Regions from separate parts of the Sus scrofa genome. Here region 2 is linked to region 1. A link is a contact called in public Hi-C data. All regions are on one chromosome and are shown on one strand. The core of a region is the stretch at or near the end of the contact, and the rest is flanking DNA. Distances in the headings are between cores, read along the strand shown.

The links. Hi-C and Micro-C count contacts between places; a contact is called where the count stands out from the background.
Region 2: a Hi-C map of alveolar macrophages shows a contact between it and region 1, with 4 times the contacts expected there. The contact joins two enhancer-like sites. A contact is called at or near these places in 2 of 5 promoter capture datasets (fetal liver and liver), 29 of 47 Hi-C or Micro-C datasets (adipocytes, alveolar macrophages, blood and 16 more) and 2 of 2 datasets of contacts at active chromatin or transcription factors (alveolar macrophages and skeletal muscle).

The regions. Positions count from the first base shown.
Region 1 is chr6:84,376,675-84,380,158 of Sscrofa11.1, reverse strand. It overlaps SLC9A1 (solute carrier family 9 member A1), which reads left to right. Exons shown (of 12, transcript NM_001007103.1): 6 at 1,642-1,731; 7 at 2,202-2,272; 8 at 2,392-2,565; 9 at 2,826-2,940; 10 at 3,052-3,153. Among named protein-coding and RNA genes, the nearest start is that of SLC9A1, 48 kb to the left of the region's middle. Within about 2 kb of position 2,053, at least 7 of the 83 cell types and tissues checked have an H3K27ac peak or open chromatin away from gene starts, as enhancers often do. A contact at or near this core is called in alveolar macrophages, where this site is marked.
Region 2 is chr6:84,523,035-84,526,476 of Sscrofa11.1, reverse strand. It overlaps WDTC1 (WD and tetratricopeptide repeats 1), which reads right to left. Exons shown (of 15, transcript NM_001135964.1): 9 at 2,239-2,314; 10 at 1,335-1,443; 11 at 81-254. Among named protein-coding and RNA genes, the nearest start is that of TMEM222, 22 kb to the left of the region's middle. Within about 2 kb of position 1,621, at least 5 of the 83 cell types and tissues checked have an H3K27ac peak or open chromatin away from gene starts, as enhancers often do. A contact at or near this core is called in alveolar macrophages, where this site is marked.

The DNA.
Region 1 (3,484 bases), core at 804-3,303:
TAGTCAGGAGGCTACATAACTTCGCTTGAACCCAGACAGCATCAGGAGAAATGGGTCCAGTCAGCTGGCCCACAGTGCTCATTGTAGGACTTTAGGGAAGTGATTTAATAGCTTAGGATCTCAGTTTCTACATCTTTAAAATGGGAACAAGAGCGCAACACAGGGAACTGGAAAGGTCCCTGAGTTGGGCAGCAGGAGGTCTAGAGTCGCCGGAGCTCTGTTGCTGTCAGTTTGACTCTCCTCCTGTCTCTGGGCCTCAGATCCCCATCTGTGAACTGAGGGGACTGGGCTGGACCATCCTGAAGAATCCCTCCAGCCCGCTGGTCATGATTTCTGTGCATTTAAATAAGCCAGGCTTGGAGTTCCCATTGTGGCTCAGTGGTTAACAAACCTGACTAGTGACCCTGAGGATGCAGGTTCGATCCCTGGCCTCTTTCAGTGGGTTAAGGATCCGGCTTTGCTGTGAGCTGTGGTGTAGGTCACAGATGCAGCTTGGATCATGCATTGCTCTGGCTGTGGTGTAGGCTGGCAGCTACAGCTCCGATTCGACCCCTGGCCTGGGAACCTTCATATGCTGCAGGTGTGGCCCTAAAAAGACAAAAGACAAAAAAAGAAAAAAAAAACAGGCTTAGCTGAGACCCCACCCCAGGTCCTTCAAAGTCCCCAAGGAAGCCCAGTCTGGGATGATATAAGTTGCTCCTCCTGACCTGACCTGTGACCTCAGGCAAGTGAGAAACACTCAGCCTGGGCCTCTGTTTCTCTTTCATCCCCTCCCTCTTTCCTGGACTCGAATCCTGCCAAGCCCTAGATGGGAAGCAGCACTGCCTTCTTGGGAGAAACAATGTAAAGAGAACCTCCTGGGACTGGACTTATTTTCTGTCCTTTAAGAGGAAAGGGGGCTGCCTCTTTCATCAAGATGATAAAATGCTTCCCTCTTCAAAAGCATTTTATCACCTTGACTTTGAAGTCACATATGCTAGTGGTTTACCAAGCCTATTTTTAATGAAGGCAGCACTGAGATAGGGGCCTCCCTGCCTGGGTTTGAAGCCAGTTTTACCACTTCTGTGAGACCTTAGAAAGTTCTTAACCTGTCAGTGTCTCAGCTTCTTCATCCGTCAAATGGGAACAATGAAGGGACCTACCGTTAGGGTCATCGTGGATACTGAACAGAACTGGCTCTGGCACGTGGAAGTGTGTGGTTCAAGTAGCTGCTGCTGCTCTTACTAGATCCTCCTCCTTCGCAGTCCTGTGAGGAGGGCAGAGCAGAGAGGGACCTCCCTTTAGCCAGGCCTGACTTCCCTGGGGTTCCAGAACACATCTGTGGTGGAGCTCCACTTGAACCCAGGCCCTCTGACCCCTGGCCCACCTGCGTGTGAGTCACTCGGCTGGATGGGCTCAGAAACCTCTGGCTGTGTCTTTGGGAAGAAGCAGGCCTTGAGGACCTGCATTTATATAAATTCAGGCTTGGGGGTTGGGAGATTGGGGACCTCAGAGTAGAGGGCCTCCCGGGCTCAGAGACCCTGGTGGTTGGTGGTGGTGCCCGGGGTGGGGGTGGAGGGGGGCGAGCTCTGAGGTCTCCCTGCCAGAGTAGCAAAACTGGAGTGCCTGACACTCACATGCTACCCCCACCCCCGCCCCCAGGGCATGACTATTCGGCCTCTGGTAGACCTGCTGGCTGTAAAGAAAAAGCAAGAAACGAAGCGCTCCATCAATGAGGAGATCCACACGCAGGTACTGGGAGGCAGGGGAGGCTCAGGGAGCGGAGGGTGGAGGGAGCAGCTAGGCCTGGAGTCCTTGCCCTCACTCAGCCCCTCCTCCCTCATCCCAGTATCCCAGTGCTGGGGTGGTCTTTCAACCTCCTGAAGTCACCAGGTCACACCACAGGGAGGTGGGATGTGAGCAGCCTAGACCCTGAGGTGGGGGTGTCATGCCATCTCTGCCTCTTCAAGACCCTCTCCCAGGCATCGGGCACCAGTGAGTTCAGAGAAGGGGGGCTCAGTCAGGCCCCATTGGCAGAAGGTTTGAGATGCCACTAGGGTTTAGCGTGAGTGAGGTCTAGGCGCCACCTCCTGGCTGCTCCTGGAACTACAGGGCTGGGCTGAGCCAACTGCGCTAGGGTGGAAGGTGGGGGGCCCTTTCTCAAGTCTCGGTAGGGGAGGAGCCTGGTGGTGAGGCTTGACCTGGCCCTGGGCCCGTTTCAGTTCCTGGACCACCTTCTGACAGGCATCGAGGACATCTGTGGCCACTATGGCCACCACCACTGGAAGGACAAGTAGGTGGCAGGCCTGGTGGGCAGGAGGGCAGGGAGGGGCAGGTAAGGGTCTCCCAGGGCCTGGGTGTCTCTCTACCTCTCAGAGCTGGCTCCATCCATCTCCCCTCTCTTCCCACCAGGCTCAACCGGTTTAATAAGAAGTACGTGAAGAAGTGTCTGATAGCTGGCGAGCGCTCCAAGGAGCCCCAGCTCATCGCTTTCTACCACAAGATGGAGATGAAGCAGGCTATCGAGCTGGTGGAAAGTGGGGGCATGGGCAAGATCCCTTCGGCCGTCTCCACCGTGTCGATGCAGTGAGTGCCAGTGGCCAACCTGTCAGCGTCTGCAGCTACACACGGACCCCTCGATGCCCACCGGGGGTGGGGGCAGTGAGCCAGGCCCCTCTGTCATCCTCCCAGAGCGGGCAGGTGGGAGAGCTGCAGGGCCACACTGAGGACCTGAGGCTTGGCCCACCCTCCCGGGCCATCCCTGGGGAACCCTTCTGGCCCAGCTCAGCAGGCTCCAGGGTCCCAGGAATTTTCCTGGGGCCCTAATCTCTGCTCCGTTATCCCAGGAACATCCACCCCAAGACCCTGCCTACCGAGCGCATCCTGCCAGCACTGTCCAAGGACAAGGAAGAGGAGATCCGCAAGATCCTGAGGAACAACTTGCAGAAGACCAGGCAGCGGGTGAGGGCCCTCCCCCCACAGCAGAGGAGCCCCTCCGCACCCCCACTCTGCTCCAGCCCCACCCCACACATGCCCAGAACCTGCCCTGCCTGACAGCTGTTCCTCCCCCAGCTACGTTCCTACAACAGACACACGCTGGTGGCAGACCCCTACGAGGAGGCCTGGAACCAGATGCTGCTCCGGAGACAGAAGGCCCGGCAACTAGAGCAGAAGGTATGTCCGGCACTGGAGCTGCTCCTGCCTTTCTCCAGGAACCTGGGCCCTTCCTCTCCCTGCACCCCCCCCACCAAGCCCTTTTGGAGACAGCCACTCCGATCTGATCTTGGGGGCCCCTCCACTTGTTTTGAAAGCTGAGCCCCAGGACAGGTTTCAGAAAGCTGCCTTCCCTACCCGCTCCCTGCTCAGTATGGAAGAGCTCCCACCCCCGCCGTATCCTGAGGCATCTGAGCTAGAAGAGTCTACCCATGTGCTCTGACCCTTCTGTTCTCCAGGGAGAAGACTGAGGCCCAAGGGGAAAGGGACTTGCCCAAAATCTTACAAAGCC
Region 2 (3,442 bases), core at 372-2,871, 150 kb before region 1:
GGCCTAAGAAGCCCTAAGAGGCAGCAGGATGTCACTGCTGCCTTCCCTGGATGCACCTTGGCTCCACTAGGCCCACTCACCACTTGCGCTTCATGTAGGCTGCAGCTCGGTTCCCGTAGAGCATGGCATTGTGAGGGGCCCTCTGCACGGCCTTGCTGTAAAGCTGAATGGCCTGGGTCCACTGCTGGCAGGCAAAGGCCTCATTGGCTTGCTGTTTCACACGCTCCAGGTATGGGGGCAGCTCTACCTGGGGGCTGTGGAGGAAGCAGAGCCAAGTTAGACCAACCACGAAAGGTCAGAGCCGTCCCTCGGGAAGTCTGCAGCCCTGCCTGAAGGCCTCTCGGTTGTCTTGGTCCCTGGGATCTGCACTGTCCTCTAGAAGAAGGCACCACTCCCAACTTTGGCCTGAGTTATTGTGATAGGTAATGGTCACAGTTCCAGATGCTCTGAGACAAAGGGGGGGGGGGAGCAAAACAAAACAGAGGGGGAGAAATGAAGCTGTCCTGAACAGGTTTAAGGAATTCTTTTTTTTTTTTTTTTGTCTTTTTTTTTTTGTTGTTGTTGTTGCTATTTCTTGGGCTGCTCCCACGGCATATGGAGGTTCCCAGGCTAGGGGTTGAGTTGGAGCTGTAGCCACCGGCCTACGCCAGAGCCACAGCAACGCGGGATCCGAGCCGCGTCTGCAACCTACACCACAGCTCACGGCAACACCGGATCGTTAACCCACTGAGCAAGGGCAGGGACCGAACCCGCAACCTCATGGTTCCTAGTCGGATTCGTTAACCACTACGCCACGATGGGAACTCCCCGTTTAAGGAATTCTTAATCAAACTCCTGGCCATGAAAGTGGCTGACACCACCTGCCTCCATGCTGAGCTGAACCTTGTTGGTTACCACCCAGTCCCTGCCATGGAGCTCTCGAGAGATAATTATGTTCCTTTCAAGGGCTAGAGGGTCTGGGCACCTCTGTATCCAAATCCCAACACACAGGGCCCAGCAGCAAACAGAGGCCAGAAGAGGCTGTAGAGGGACAAGTGTAACACGGCAGGCCCATCTGGGTAGAAGGGAGCTCAGTGTTAAGAGGACCCAGCCCCTCTGAGTCTAACCCCAGCTACTGTACCAAGGACCCAGAGTTTCAGTCTGAAGATGCCTAGAGTCCTACCAGGCAGAAGTGGTATTAGGACCACGAGCCACATTCCAGAAGCCCTTTTGGCCCAGGCCTGACTCTGGGGTGTGTGCCTATGTGGGGGCCAGGAGGAAGGTTTATAGGACATGTCCCTCCCTCCAGTCTGTAGTGGGGTAGGGGAGGGTTGGGCAAATCAGGCTGGCCTCACCTGACATGTCCCCTACTCTCAGGCAGCCGGAAGCCATTGCTGTGAAGGTGCAGGCCATTGGACACACCGTTGGACACACCATTGGTAGACATCTTGCCATTCTGAACTTCTGGCAGGGGATAGGAAGAATGAAACAGCAACAATTAGGAGAAGTCCTTCATTTCTCCCCAGCAGCCCTCCGGTTTCCATCACAAGGTCTGAGGGTTCCACTGTAGGGCTATTCTCCTGGGGTAAGATCCACTCCCAGAAAGCAAGCTCTGACGGACAGGTTAGGCAAAGGCTAAAGAAAAGCCTGTGCGCCCTCTGCTGGCTGGAGAGGGACACGGCCTCAACTTGGCATTCTCCTTAGCAGACGGTGGGGATGGGTGGGTGAGGAGGTGCCTACATCAACTGCAGGACCCAGGAGGAAGTCCATGAGGCGAGATCCAGGACAAGAAAGGAAGGGCAACTACTCCAGATCCTCAAGAGCCAAGCCATGGAAAGAATTTGCTTTTCTGGAGGGAAGTGAAAAGGGCTGTGATGCGAACCCCTTTGACAGACCTCTCTGACCTAACATTACCTTCCTTCTTACTGTACAAGGTTATTTCAGAGAATCTACTCACCCCCACCCCTTGACAGCCACACCTGTGGCACAGGGTCCCCTCTGCAGCTGCGACCTGTGCCACAGCTGCAGCAACACCAGATCCTTAACCTGCTGTGCTGGGCTGGGGATCAAACCTGTGCCATTGCAGCGACCAAAGCCACTGCAGTTGGATTCTTAACACAGCAGGAATTCTAAGAACGCACTCTTTTTGGAGGATTACAACCATAGCACAAGCTAAGGGGCCGGATTTGCAGCAGAGAGAGCACACACTCACGTGCCCCAGCAGAGATGCCCTGAAGGACACCCAACAGGAGAACTTACCCCCCGAGGAGTGGCATTTTCTAGGCAAGAGGAAGGTGTATGGCCGCTGCTTGTAAGTCAGGTCAAACAAGTAGACCTAGAATGCAGGGGTCAAGAAAAGAATGGACACTGTGAGGCGAGAATGTGGCTGGACCATGAGCAAGGCCTGGGCACCTCTCAGGAACTCTTGGGTGTGGAGCAGGGAACAATCAAGTGAGGCAGGAGGGGTATGTCTACGGAGTAAACCTCAGGCAGGAAAATCTTTCCAGTTTCTGGCCCTTTGGGCAGATGGCTTGAAATACTATCACCACATGTGTAGGCTGACAAGGTCCTCAGAGGTCTCACTTCACAGATGGGAAACCAAGGCTCAGAGAAGGGAAGCAACTTGCCCAAAGTAACACTGCTGGTTACTTCCCTTGGTAAATATTATCTATTACTACTTAACATTTATCGAATTCTTACTTTGCTCCAGGATCTCTGCTAAGTGTTTCATATGACTTTTCTCATTTCATCTTAGAAACCCCACAAAAATGACTATTATCATCATCCCCTTTACAGATGAAGAAATGTAGGCTCAGAGGTTAATTAATTTACCCAGAGCCAAAAAAAAAAGAGGCATGTGGCACAGCCAGGACGTCTGGCTGGCTCCACACCACTCTGCTAGATTGTCTCCCTTCTCAGCCTGACGCAACCTTTAGGCCAGGTGAGGTGGCTCAGCAACCTGAAGCCAGAGCTCTCTTCTGAACTCAGGCGTCACCTCTTCTCCATCCATTCCTCTTGCCTTTTAATGTCATCAACAGTTTCACTTGCCAGGTCTCTCCTGTCTGCCTGGGATGGGTCACATTTCGCATCTGTCTCCCTCATGTTTATGATGCTACTCAGAGGAAGCAGTCAGTGAGTGGCTGGTAGAATAAATGAATTTATGCAAGGCTTACTAAATATCCTGACGGAGGATGTGTAAACAGCCTGCCATCATCAAAGCTGGTCCTAAACCACAGCCTGGCTGTGTGCTTTGAGCGCCAGGGTTTCCTTTTAGGAAAATATCAGATGCGGAAACCAAGGTTCAGAAAAAATGAAGAGAGTTGTTCAAAGTCATAGTACACAGCTAGTAAACAGAAGGCTGGCATTTGAAGACAGATCTGTTAGTTCTAAAGCTTATGCTCAAGGCCAGGGCACCTCTCAGGGAGTTTCAACAATGCCCTGGCATGTCCACATCTCGCTCTAA